Linked DNA regions of Mus musculus: all the other regions are linked to region 1. The links are chromatin contacts, called in public HiChIP or PLAC-seq and Micro-C maps. All regions are on one chromosome and are shown on one strand. The core of a region is the stretch at or near the end of the contact, and the rest is flanking DNA. Distances in the headings are between cores, read along the strand shown.

The links. Hi-C and Micro-C count contacts between places; a contact is called where the count stands out from the background. HiChIP or PLAC-seq counts read pairs in DNA pulled down with a chosen protein or histone mark.
Region 2: a FOXA1 HiChIP or PLAC-seq map of pancreatic cancer cells shows a contact between it and region 1. The contact joins two enhancer-like sites. A contact is called at or near these places in 1 of 484 Hi-C or Micro-C datasets (nephron progenitors) and 2 of 115 datasets of contacts at active chromatin or transcription factors (embryonic stem cells and pancreatic cancer cells).
Region 3: an HNF4G HiChIP or PLAC-seq map of pancreatic cancer cells shows a contact between it and region 1. The contact joins two enhancer-like sites. A contact is called at or near these places in 1 of 115 datasets of contacts at active chromatin or transcription factors (pancreatic cancer cells) and 1 of 9 other capture datasets (embryonic stem cells).
Region 4: a contact with region 1 is called in a Micro-C map of embryonic stem cells, with 2.1 times the contacts expected there. The contact joins the promoter of Ankrd60 here to the enhancer-like site in region 1. A contact is called at or near these places in 3 of 39 promoter capture datasets (the 3T3-L1 cell line and embryonic stem cells), 8 of 484 Hi-C or Micro-C datasets (the AML12 cell line, cortical neurons, embryonic stem cells and 3 more), 4 of 115 datasets of contacts at active chromatin or transcription factors (differentiating embryonic stem cells, embryonic hindbrain and embryonic stem cells) and 2 of 9 other capture datasets (adipose tissue and liver).

Annotation. Positions count from the first base shown.
Region 1 is chr2:173,769,495-173,772,513 of GRCm38.p6, reverse strand. Vapb (vesicle-associated membrane protein, associated protein B and C) reads right to left here. Exons shown (of 6, transcript NM_019806.5): 3 at 890-993. Among named protein-coding and RNA genes, the nearest start is that of Vapb, 33 kb to the right of the region's middle. Within about 2 kb of position 1,638, at least 80 of the 459 cell types and tissues checked have an H3K27ac peak or open chromatin away from gene starts, as enhancers often do. A contact at or near this core is called in differentiating embryonic stem cells, embryonic stem cells and pancreatic cancer cells, where this site is marked.
Region 2 is chr2:174,024,228-174,027,246 of GRCm38.p6, reverse strand. No RefSeq gene overlaps it. Among named protein-coding and RNA genes, the nearest start is that of Gm30143, 6.5 kb to the right of the region's middle. Within about 2 kb of position 1,621, at least 32 of the 459 cell types and tissues checked have an H3K27ac peak or open chromatin away from gene starts, as enhancers often do. A contact at or near this core is called in pancreatic cancer cells, where this site is marked.
Region 3 is chr2:173,976,211-173,979,229 of GRCm38.p6, reverse strand. No RefSeq gene overlaps it. Among named protein-coding and RNA genes, the nearest start is that of Gm30143, 42 kb to the left of the region's middle. Within about 2 kb of position 1,504, at least 58 of the 459 cell types and tissues checked have an H3K27ac peak or open chromatin away from gene starts, as enhancers often do. A contact at or near this core is called in pancreatic cancer cells, where this site is marked.
Region 4 is chr2:173,576,765-173,579,783 of GRCm38.p6, reverse strand. Ankrd60 (ankyrin repeat domain 60) reads left to right here and starts at 1,511. Exons shown (of 4, transcript NM_027303.2): 1 at 1,511-1,794. The coding sequence starts at 1,710. It also overlaps the pseudogene Ppp4r1l-ps.

The sequences.
Region 1 (3,019 bases), core at 389-2,888:
AAAGGTCAGAGAAATGCCCTGGGTCGGTCTTATGACAAGGTCTCGCTCCAACTCAAAACTTGTCTCAACCTTCTCTTTCTGCCCCAAGGTAGGCACCAATGCGAACAGCGGGCTCAAAGCAAAGCCTGTGCGGTGGGGGAGAAGGCCCCCACATAGAGCTCGGAGACAGAACAACTGCTGATAGGCCATCTCTGGGCTGGCCAGATATTGAGGATCAGTGCCGCATGTGCTGGCCCCAGGTCCTGTCTCCTGGAGTAGGTAAGAGCCACCTTTGGGGAGAATTGCCGTTCTAATGCCCCTTCTTCTGGAAAAATCAATACCATAAAATCCTGCTTATTTATAAAAAACGAAGGCATCTTAATTTTACCAAAATTAGGGACACTGTTAAACATGTACTTACATGAGGAAGGAGGGATAAAAATGAAGGCAATTAAAGAACAAAGAAGCAGGGCCTGTTCAGAGACAGAGCAGATGCTTAGTGTGAACAAGACCCAAGCTCCGTCCTCAGTAAAGAGGGAAGAACAAAGCTGACCAGAGCTACTTCCGCTCCGCAGAGGAAAGCAACAGCGGGCAGTATCACTGGGGGGGAGGGGAGGGGCATTTAATGTTAGGCAAACCCTTCCGGGCATGAGGGCTGGAGACAGGCCAGAAGCATCCACTCAGGATAGAGCACGCCGCTGTGGTGCAGGAGAGGGAGGAGAAGGTCCACAAGAGCAGAGAATTGAAGCAAGTTCAGTTCATCGAGTCAGAAAAGAACAGCCATGTAAAATGTTAAAGCTATTCATCAAAGTTGGGAAAGTGGTACAGGGGCCTGAGTGTACACCTCCCTAACAGCACCCGCCATGGCTGCCCTAGCGGGCTGGAGAGAAGAAGAAGTGTTCGTACTTACTACTGCCTCCATATCAGAAGTGTCAGGCGGAGCAAACATAGACTGAACCATAAACTTGTGTTTACTTTTCTCATTGGGATCATAATCGAAAGGCTGTAACATCACTGAGAAAGAAAATATTTCATTAGGAGGGTCACAATGTGGTTATCGGAGTCGTTTGTCACGCTAGGTCTTACACTGTGGAGGAAAACAGCTCCCCAGCTCTCCCATCTGGACCCTGAGGAAGGCCGTGGCCAGCAGAGATGTACAACTTCCCCAACCCCCATCTTTCAGGTCAGCAGTTAAGGCCAGAAAAACTGGGGCCTGTCCCAGCCTCACAGCAGGTGCCAGCTGAGCTGTAGGTGGGTCTGGAACTTGGGTGCCTGATTTCTGATACAAAGATTGTGCGCTCACACAGAGCCACCCTCACCTATCTCACAGCTCTCGCTGAAGACATAAAATGGGAGAAACACCAAAGTCCTATTTTTCTCAAGGAAACATTGCCAAATGATCTTTTCGAGAAAGAAAACAGAATAACTCAAATCATTTCAGGATGGTTTTCACTTCTCTCCACCCCATTTCCCACGCAGCTCATCAAGGTAAGGCTTGAAATATGATTTTGCCAATAGAATTCTGGAGACGGCATAAAAGCTGGATTTGCCACAGCAGGAAAAGCAATTCCAACTCCTGCCCTACCCCCACCCAGAACCCAGAGGGAGCTCACCCAAGGCACCCCGCTGTACTGAGGGAGTCTTGTATTCTGATTCACTTCCTCGGACCTGTTTCCCCATGACTCAGCCAGGCCCAGTTATAGGAGGGCTGCTATACTCTCTCTGCTGCACAGCTTTAATAAGCTTTGCCCCTAGTGGCCTTCCCTGAAACCTAAGTTCACAATCAGGGGGCACCTCAGAGTCAGTGTGGGCCTTGCATCTCCAACCAGAACCTAGGCTCCTGCTCTTCAGACTGCCATTACCCCACTCCATCCGAAGAAGCAGGCGCTGCTGTGGGAGGAGGGCATTATTCTGCTGTCTATTTTTCTGATTAAAACAACAACAACAGCAAAATAAAAAACAGAAAAACCTGAAATAGAACCCAGTTTCCTTAGTCCACAAATGCATGCACACGCGCGCACACACACAGGCACGCACACACGCACACACACACACAGGCACGCACACACGCACACACAGGCACGCACACACGCACACACACACACACAGGCACGCACACACGCACGCACACACACAGGCACGCACACACGCACACACACACACAGGCACGCACACACGCACACACACACACACAGGCACGCACACACGCACACACACACACACAGGCACGCACACACGCACGCACACACACAGGCACGCACACACGCACACACACACACACACACACAGGCACGCGCGCACACACACACACACACACACACAGGCACGCACACACGCGCACGCGCGCGCACACACACACACACAGGCACGCACACACGTACGCGTGCGCACACACACACACACACACACACGCACACACACACATAGGCACGCACACACACACAGAGGCACGCACACACACACACACACACACAGGCACGCGCGCGCACACACACACACACACACACACACAGGCACGCATGCACACACACACAGGCACGCACACACACACACACACACACACACAGGCACGCGCGCACACACACACACACACACACACACAGGCACGCACACACGCACACACACACAGGCACGCACACACGCACACACACACACACACAGGCACACGCACGCACGCACACACACACAGGCACGCACACACGCACACACACACACACACACACACAGGCACACGCACGCACGCACACACACACACACACACACACACACACACAAACCCAAAGGTCTGCCCCACAGCTCCTGCTACTGTGTATCAAAGGATATCAGGCCTGCCTTCTGCAGTCTGTCCCATGAGAAGTTTCTCCTTCCTAGATAGGAGGAGATAAAAGGCTAGGAGGGGTTCCTGCCTGGCTGAGTCCAGGCTTACATTCATTCCCACACTATGGGTCCGATTTGCCTGTAGTTGGTAGCCCACACCTTTAATCCCGCACTCTGGAGGCAGAGGCGGAGGCAGGTGGCTCTCAATTTGAGGCCAGCTTGG
Region 2 (3,019 bases), core at 372-2,871, 250 kb before region 1:
TCTGCTAATAGAACATCTTGCTTCCTCCTTTTTGTGAATGAAAGGGAGAAAGTACTTTTCCAAGCAGAATAGTGCCACTCACATTCAGACCCATGCAGTCGTCTACCTCAGTCAGACCTCTCTGGAAACTCCTTCATAGACATACTCAAAAGCATGTATCTTAGGTGATTCTAAGTCAAGGTTACCTACCACACTGCGTAGCTAATCTTGGCTGGGGGAGATGGAAGACCCAGTGCCTTAGCATGTCTGCCTTACTTTTCTTCTCTGCAAAACAGAATTATATCTCCCCTTCTTTGTAACCATAGTCTGTCAATGTACATACATTGCCCCAGGTACATGTAAGTCAGCCCTTACAGAGCAAACCACCCTGGAGAGGAAGAATGTGCTATTTGGGGCTGCCTGATAAGCAGGCTAGCATCGTTGTCTTCAGAGTATGTGGAGAGGATTCGGTGAGCACACGGTCTGAGGTGCATAAGAGATGGCCACCAGCACTGCTAAGTACAAATAAGGATCCAGCCTGGAGTCATTGAGGAGCTGTCTCTAAAGACCGTGGGTCTCCTTTCAACAGGGAAGGTGTTCTGCTGCTCTCTGGTCCCCTACAGAGGCCTCCTGCCTTGGAATGTGACTCATAACACCATCACCCTTTTCTGACTGTTTCCCAGCTTCCTATTTCACTGAGAACAGAACCCCACCTCCATCCTACAGCCAGAGGCCTCATCTGCGGCCATCCAATCTTGCCCTCCTCAGCCAATCCCACTGCCTGAGACAGAGGGTCTTTGCAGTTAGCTCTTCTTTCCATTTAAGCCTGCTCCTGGAGTAGCTCTCTTAGTCATGTATTCCTGAAACTACTGACTTCTCTGCCTGGTTGTTACCCAGTCTCCATTTAGGATGTGTCTCCCTAGCTCCCACCCTGTAGCAAGCCCTGGGCTGTCAGCATGCAGATCTGTGGGGTTTGCACCCCAATTCACGAATGTGGTAATTTCAGGCAATCCCCATGTCTACAGAGACACCTCAAGTGGTGCTTCTGTCTGCCTGAAGCACTCCTGTTATTCACCTGCCTCATGAGACCCTTGTCTTGAGACCTTGTCATGAGACCTTGTGTGGTGCTTGGGTCTTCCGTGCCATACCCAGAAGGGCAAGCTGGCTGTATAGGAAAGGATGGTGATTCTGTTGGGGGCAGGTAGCTCCCCAATAAAGAGTCACATGTGAGAGACACCTGCATGGGTAGACTGAGCACCGGGGGCACAGATCAATATTCACAGGGTGCTGAGAAGGGCAATCTTGGAAAGAGTGTCTGTCCTGCCAACCTCTGCTGAGGTCTGCAGAGAGAAAAACATCCATAGCCTCTGGAGTTAAGTCTCTTTCCCAAAGAGCCGCTAGGCTGACACCACCCCACCCCAGGGAAGGTGGGTGTGTGTGGTGAGAAGGCTGGCTGAGAACGGAGGCCAGTGGGGAGGCCCTACCCAGCACGGCCCCCACTGCCCACAGCTCAGCGGCCCCCACTGCCCACAGCTCAGCGGCCCCCACTGCCCACAGCTCAGCGGCCCCCACTGTCCACAGCTCAGCGGCCTCCACTGTCTGCAGCTCAGCGGTGACTCATCCAGGCTCTGACTTCAACACCCTCTGCACATTAATGAGGCTTTAGCGTGACAGAAGAACAGGGAGAGAGGGAAAAGCAGGCTCAGGAACATTGTACAAGCACCTATTTGCAAAAACCTGAGCACCGCACACACTCACCATGTACAATTATCTACACACACACACACACACACACACGGACTGGCACACTATATTTGTTATTCATGGTCACGTGCACATACTGCACTGTATATTCTCACATACATACTCCCATGTACATAGACACACTACCTCCTGTACACACTCATGCACACACACACTCATGCACATACTGTATACTCACTGCACACATAGGCACATGAGCACACTGTATTTGAAATGCATTCTCATGCATACACACTGCATTAAATATTCACACATGCACATAGTCATACTGACCTTCCTGTGCACACACTATACACAGTGCACTTGCTTCAGTCTCTGGGTCCCCACACCCAAGCCTGACAAGAGCAGCAAGTTGTCCCATGTGTGCCATGTGTGCACACGCAGTTCACCAGGCACATCATAGTTTGGTATTTTCATTTGAAAACTCACTTCAGTTGACGCTCTTCTAGGTTAAAAAGTTCTCTGGTCTTCCTCTCAGTAGCCTGCTCATAGCCAGTATGAAAACTTCCATTCCAGTTTTAACAAGGAGAGAGGGAAAGAGATGGGGAGAGAGTCTGTCTCAAACTGTCTCCAACTCAACTGGGTCTGAACCCTGAAGTCAAGTTAGCCTGATCATAACCCAGCTAGAAACTCTAACCCCAGCAAAACACCCAGCTTTTGGCTACATCTTTGTTGCAGTCCTAGGGGATCTTAAACCACAACATAATATATCATATTTGAACTGGAAAGCCAGCGATATCGGGAACATTAAGCCTCAGTGTGCTGCTTACTTCTCCGAGACTCAGAGGCCGGGGCTGGAGAGGCGACTGGGTCACTTGATAGTTAATGTTTATCGTCACCTTTACGGGACTGAGAACATTCCAGAACTTAGCAAACCACATGTCTGGGTGGTCTTCAAGGACCACCAGGGTTAGATCATGAGGACTTGGACCCAATGCATAGTTTAAATCACTGATGGATCTAAAATATGAGTAGACTTTTGGAAGATACCAAGACTGGGATAGAGGCCTGGTCTGAGGAATAGCTCCCTGGAAGTGTGTCTGTCCAGGCTCTGTGTTGTATTGCCCCTTCCTGTTATGGCTCTATTCTGCTTCCTGTTGCCATGGAGTGAACCCCCGGTTTCTCTACATGTTCCCTCCCACATGCTGGTTATTTCACAGTGGACCCCCAAAGCCCAGTGCTACCTCATGATGGACTGAACACTCAGAAAATGGGAGCGGAGTAAATTCTTATTCTCCTTATGTCAGGTATTCTGTGGCCGTGACCAGAAAACCGA
Region 3 (3,019 bases), core at 255-2,754, 210 kb before region 1:
TAAGATGGGTTTTCTGACTGAATAACAATCTCTCCAAATCCCTGGGTCCACAGGCAGGTTTTCTTCCTTCCCTCTTTCAGTATCCTTTGTGTATGTGTGTGAATGCATGTATGTGTGTGCATTCATGCATGCATACAGGTGTGTGTCCATATGCATGTTCATGTGTGCTATGGCATACTCGTGGGGGTTAGGGAACAACTCCCTGAACTCAGTCCTCCCTTTCCACTGGTTCCACAGGCCATACTTACACCTCCAGGTTTGTGCATTTTTGCAAGAGCCTTTACCCACTGAGCCATCTCATTAGCCCTTAAAGAGGTATGTGTTGTATCAGGACACACCAATGCTGAAGAACACAGGACCATTTCAGGAGGGTAGGGCTGGGAGGTGGTTAGACCACTCCATATCTGAACCCTAGATGTCTGCCCTAATTTCACAGAGCTGGTGGCTTCCAAGATCATCACAGTGAAGGAAGCAGGAAGGAATGTGGGGTGGGAAGAAGCATAGAAACTGCCTTTTTTTCCTGCTCTGTCGGCACATTTATAACAAAATTGTAACTGTATAATGTTATGGTATTATTTAACTGACGTGTGTACTTTGGAATGTTTATAGCCACCATAAATCAAGAGGCCGCCAAAGCAGGGCAGTGGCCACAGGTAGACATTCCAAGGAAAACGTATGAAATAAGTAATGCAATCACAGAGCACCCACGTTCCAGCCCCAGCCAGAGATCGGAAAATGAAGCAGCCGTTGTCCAAATGCAGGCACCCCCAAAATGAGTTTTCTGGGAATGGAGGTGGCTGCGGCCTCCTCGCAAGCTCTCAGTGAAGATGCGGAGTGAGGACGGTTATTAAACCAGTAAGAACAAAATGGCTGACCCCAGAGAACACCTGGCTCTGCAGGCCCTGCTGCTGAGCTTAGTGACAACCCTCAGTGGCAGTAGCTTCCTATGCTGGGAGCTGGATCGTGATGGTATTTATTTCCCTATTTATGACTTCTGCCCAATTTACATTATCTAAAGAGAAGGATTTGCACTCCCTAAGGCATAAAATCCTATGGATTTACAAACTGTTCGATGCCTGCCCTCAGTAATTTTTTTTCGGGGCTTAAACTACTTTTATATCTTGACCAGTGGCTTGTAAAATGCACATCAAAATGAGTTCTGGCTAGATAAGGATCTGGCCATTAAAACTCTGTGGGCCCTTGGTCTGAAGGCAGCGGCCGTGCAATCCTCAGGACACTGTCGCTATTCTTTAATCCCCGGAGCTCTCATGCCTAACCTCACAGTGGGGAAGGTGAGCCCTGAAACTGGAGGTTTTGTTCGTTTTAAGTGTTTGCAAAACACCTTAGAGCCCCTCTGTCGGCCTTTGGGCCTTCAAGGCAAAAAAGTATAAGCTTAGGTGGTAAAAAAGAAAGCTAAAAGTTAAAAATTAACAAATAGGGATTAATCACACCCCAGAGGGCAGCAGGCTGTTTTTCCTCTTCTTGGACAGGTTGTATGATCTAACACACTGGAAGAAAATGCCCAGGTTGTTTCTCCCGGTGCCAGAGAGGATATAGTCTAGGGGAGTTTCTACCCATTCCACTTTTGTTGAGTTCAATTTTTCTCTGTTTATCAACTCAGGAATGTGGACGAATTTAGGATTTTCAGATGTAAGGGTCTGGCAGGGTAGGAAACTGGTGGTGCCGGGCTCTCTTTATTCAGGAAGATTCCAATTTCAGGGCCTGTCCAGGCTACGGGTGTGATTAGGAACAGCCCAGGCAACTTAGCCTAGTCTCAACATCAAAAGCAACAGGGCCCACAGGGCTCGGGCTGTAGATCTTTGGCTGAGTGAGAGACCTTGCATTCTAGCCCCAGTAACAAATGGAAGTAAGGGGGAGGGAGGGGAAGGGAGGGAGAAAAGAAAAGTAGGAGGGAGGGAATTTCCAACTGCTGCCTTGAGGCTCTGAAAATGGCTTTAAATTTTTAAAATAAGATAGAGCTCCTAAACCCGTAGCAAGGAACATTTACAAAGAGCTATTGAGAACGGAGACCCTGGGCACCTCTCAGTCTTTTACAGTCCCTCCATGCACCGAGATTCTGATCCTAAAAAACTACCTTCAGAGCATCAACAACAACAAAATCACAATAATCTCAAACTCTTGGCCTAGAATTTATATTTTAGCCTGGCACCGAAATAAAAACAAACAACAACAACAACAACAACAACAACAAATTGTCACATTCAACTTCTTTTGGGGGAACCTCTCATGCCCAAACCTCTGTAGGCTTGGGAGTCCTTTTTTTTTTTTTTTTGGTAAGGCTAGGGCAGGGGGATTTGATGGATGGCCCTCTCCTGGGGTGGGGGAGGTATCATCTGATGAGGCTCCAGCAGCCAGGATGGATGCACTTCCACCCTTCCTCCCTGCCCCTTGCAGCCTTGCTGTCTGCCCCTGGATGGGAAACAACAGTCCTGCTTAGCATCCTGCTTCTTCTAAATGAGACAGATAGGGATTGAGACAGTAGAACTCCAGGTGTTGGCGTTTGAGCCATTAGATTATAATTATGTTTTAAGAAAACCACTGCAAAAGCAAAAATAAAATTGAAAAAAACCTAACCCCCTAGAATTTAGATTTAGCACCCCCTCCCCTTTGTCCTCTGTCTGACTCCTCGTGTGGCCTCTCTCACCAGCCCTAGATGATTTATTATTTCAGAGACCCAGAGGGGACACAGCCCTGCCACTCTGTAAAGGTCACACTGTTAGTAGAGACTTTATCTGGGTCAGAGGCTGCCCTCGCATACCAGGGAAAAGCCCTCTATGAAGTTAATGAACAACCAGCCAGAGCAGGTCTGTGGCCAGCATTGCCGTGGTAGAGAATGGCTGGCCTTGTGGTGATCCAACTTCTGCACCACCCACCCACTCCTAACAGAGAGATTCCTGTTTTTATCACATCTGCAATGCTGGACCCACCCTGGGAATTCACTCTCCACGGAATGGTGTCTTTACAAAAACTCATTTAGCCCAGGCAGGCTTTCATTTTT
Region 4 (3,019 bases), core at 262-2,761, 190 kb after region 1:
AATGTAAAGAACTCAAATACCCAGCACAGGCAACATCTGGGCTACTGTAGCACAGAGTTAATTCATTAAAGTTAGAGACACACGATTAAAAACAAAGCCAGAAGCTGTCCCGCTTTGTGTGTGCTGCGTGTCTACAGTAAGAACACGAGGCACGCTGCAGGGCCTCTGCAGCAAAACAAGCTTCTACTGCTCAGGTAATGGAAACTTATCAAGTCTGTTGGTCTAAAAGGAGGGAAAATTATTCTCAGCTAGAATCTTGGATCCTTTATAGAGCATAATTTTCTAGAAAGAAGAGCAAAAACACCAGGCAGTCATGACACACGCCTTTAATCAGAGCACTCGGGAAGCAGAGGCAGGCAGATCTCTGATTTTGAGGTCAACCTGGTCTACAGAGTGAGTTCCAGGGCACTCAGGGCTACACAGAGAAACCCTGTCTCAAAAAACAAAACAAAACAAAACAAAACAAAACAAAACAAAAAAATCCCACAAACAAAAGACAAATAATAAAGATAAAAATAACTATTTAGTGTTCTGAGGTAGAATCTAGGTACTGAAATGAAATTGTTCACTTATGACAAGACCAGCCTCCTATCAAGACTGTGGCTACAAGACAGCTGCTGGGGGGGGGGGGGGGAGTTCTGTTCCTGGGTGGAGCCTTGGGATCAATACTCAGTACTGCAGAAAAAGAAAAAAGAAAAAAAAAAAAAAGAAAGACTGTAAGACCCCAGCCTGTTCACTGTACACATTATAATTATCCATCATTTAGAATGAGCCTCTCTGATATAAAAGGATTAAACCACCGTCCCTTTATGTCACCTTGAACTGCATGTGCCTCTGCCCCCAAGTGAGTGGGTGGCCTGGACCACCATGCCTTAGACCAAATTTGTGTAACTGCTATACAAACTATTTTTCAAGCTTCTATTTTGTTCGTGGTAACAACAGAGTTTTTGAAGGGCGTTCTGGCTCCCTGCCCGTTCCATGGTGCTTCCTCTAGCCCCTAAAGGCCTTGCTTTGGGTCTGGTGGTATTTGAGGGCCTACACCCTCCCAACCCTGCGGTTTGAGCTTCCCCTGAAAAGGTTTAAGCCTAGCCTTCCCATCAGATGTGTTCCATACTTTTCTCCCTCCGAGGATGTCACAACGTCAGGGCACACGGGTTTGATGCCATTTCCACCCAAGCCTCTGCCTGTTCCAGCGTGGCCCAGGTTAGCTTGGATTGCTATGTTCCTAAAAGCACACGGCAGCAAGCCTGTCGACCACCTTAGAAACTGTGGACCCAGCGTTTCTCCCTAACCATGCAGACTGCCCTGAACAGACAAGAGGTTCCCCACAGGGCTAGCAGGCTGGCGAGGACCGCGGAGGAGGCTGGGGGGGGGGGGGGGGAGCAGTCTCCGGAAGCGCGGGCGCCCCTCTCCTGTCCCGGGGGCCCCAGGCGGGGGCGGCGATGACGCGCGGGATGACGCGGGCCATGCGGAGGGCGGCAGACGTGGCGGGGGCGGGCGCGCGTCCGCCGAAACGGCAGGGGGACGACCCCAAGGCGGGCGCGCGCCACACTCAGCCCTCCAGCAGGGCCCGCGCACAGGTTAGGGGGCACACAGGGGACCCGCTTGCCTCCACCGTGTCGCCAGACTTGACTCCTGACGTCTATGTCCTGCGGGTGAAGCTGGAGGAGACTGGGGAGCTGTTCCGCGTGGCCAACTGCCGCAACGACATGACAGTGCGGGAGCTCAAAGAAGAGCTGGACCTGATGGTCGGCATCCCCTTCAACCTGCAGCGGCTGCATTTCCTGGACCGAGGTGGCCCCTGCCCGACCCCTTCCCGCACCCCATGAGCTCCTCCCACTCAATGGCCCCCCCCCCCGGCCCACTCCTGCCCTGGGTCCCCATGACACTCGTAACTGCCAGAGAATCCAAGGTGACCAAGTCAAACCCAACCACTCGAGCCCCATCTAGAACGGCCCCTTGGAGCGCTGGCCACTCAAGGGCTCCTAACTCCAAGCACATGGGTGGGTGTCTTATTAACCCCAAATATATAGGTGAACCTCATTCACAAGCATTGTGTCTGTCGCAGGCTGTGGTCTGCCAACCTTGAGCAAGTCCAGGCTGCTCAGAACCTCAACTCTCAAAACCACAAGACCTTCTGGGCAGCCTCTTGTCTTCCTTAGGGAGCCCAGGCCCCCAAGACAACCATGTCTACCTAAGACTTCACTCTTGAAACAAAACTAGGTCTTAGTAGACCCTACCACTACCAAATCGAGGACAGGCCTTTCCCCCCATGAGAACCTGGATCCAAACCAAACCCTAAGTGGTGGATACCAAATTCTCTAGTTAGCCTGTCTATGCGAGCATTTCAGAAGCTGGGACAAACCTTGTTGGCCTCAGGTCCCCAAAGGCAGAGGACATCTGCCTAAGATTGAACCCCAAATCTCCAAGCTGAAAATAACTAGCTCAGAGCCCCAACCCTAAAACTCAAACCAACCGTGTCCATACATGTCTGCACAAACACAGAAGAAGCCATCTGGACCTGGGACCCTCAAGACCCAGGACAAAGTCGACCAAGACTGAACTTGGTTTCTAGGCTAATGACCACTGCCTCGGGAACCCATGTCCTCCATCCCCACTGGCTATCCAGAGATACTAAACAAAATCCTACCCACCTTAGGAAACCCCAAATCCAGGCCAAGCATGACCAGATCTATTTTAGGTGACCCCAAGATTCCATCAACTGTGTCTACATAGAGATGCTAGAACTCAGATCAAACTTTCCCCTCCTGGAACCCCAAACCCAGAATAAAGCTGAGTGCCCAGATCTCATTCCCACACCAACCGCTACCAACACCGCCCCCCAACTCATACCAACTGTATATTCTCTCAAGGGTGTTAAAATTCAAAACAAAACCTGCCAATCCTACAACCCCAAGCCCAGAACACAGCTACTCAAGGTTAAACCCCCAAATCTCTCAGGCTAACCACTACTGCAGCTCCCCAAATGCCTGCTCACTTAACTCTGCATACAGAGATA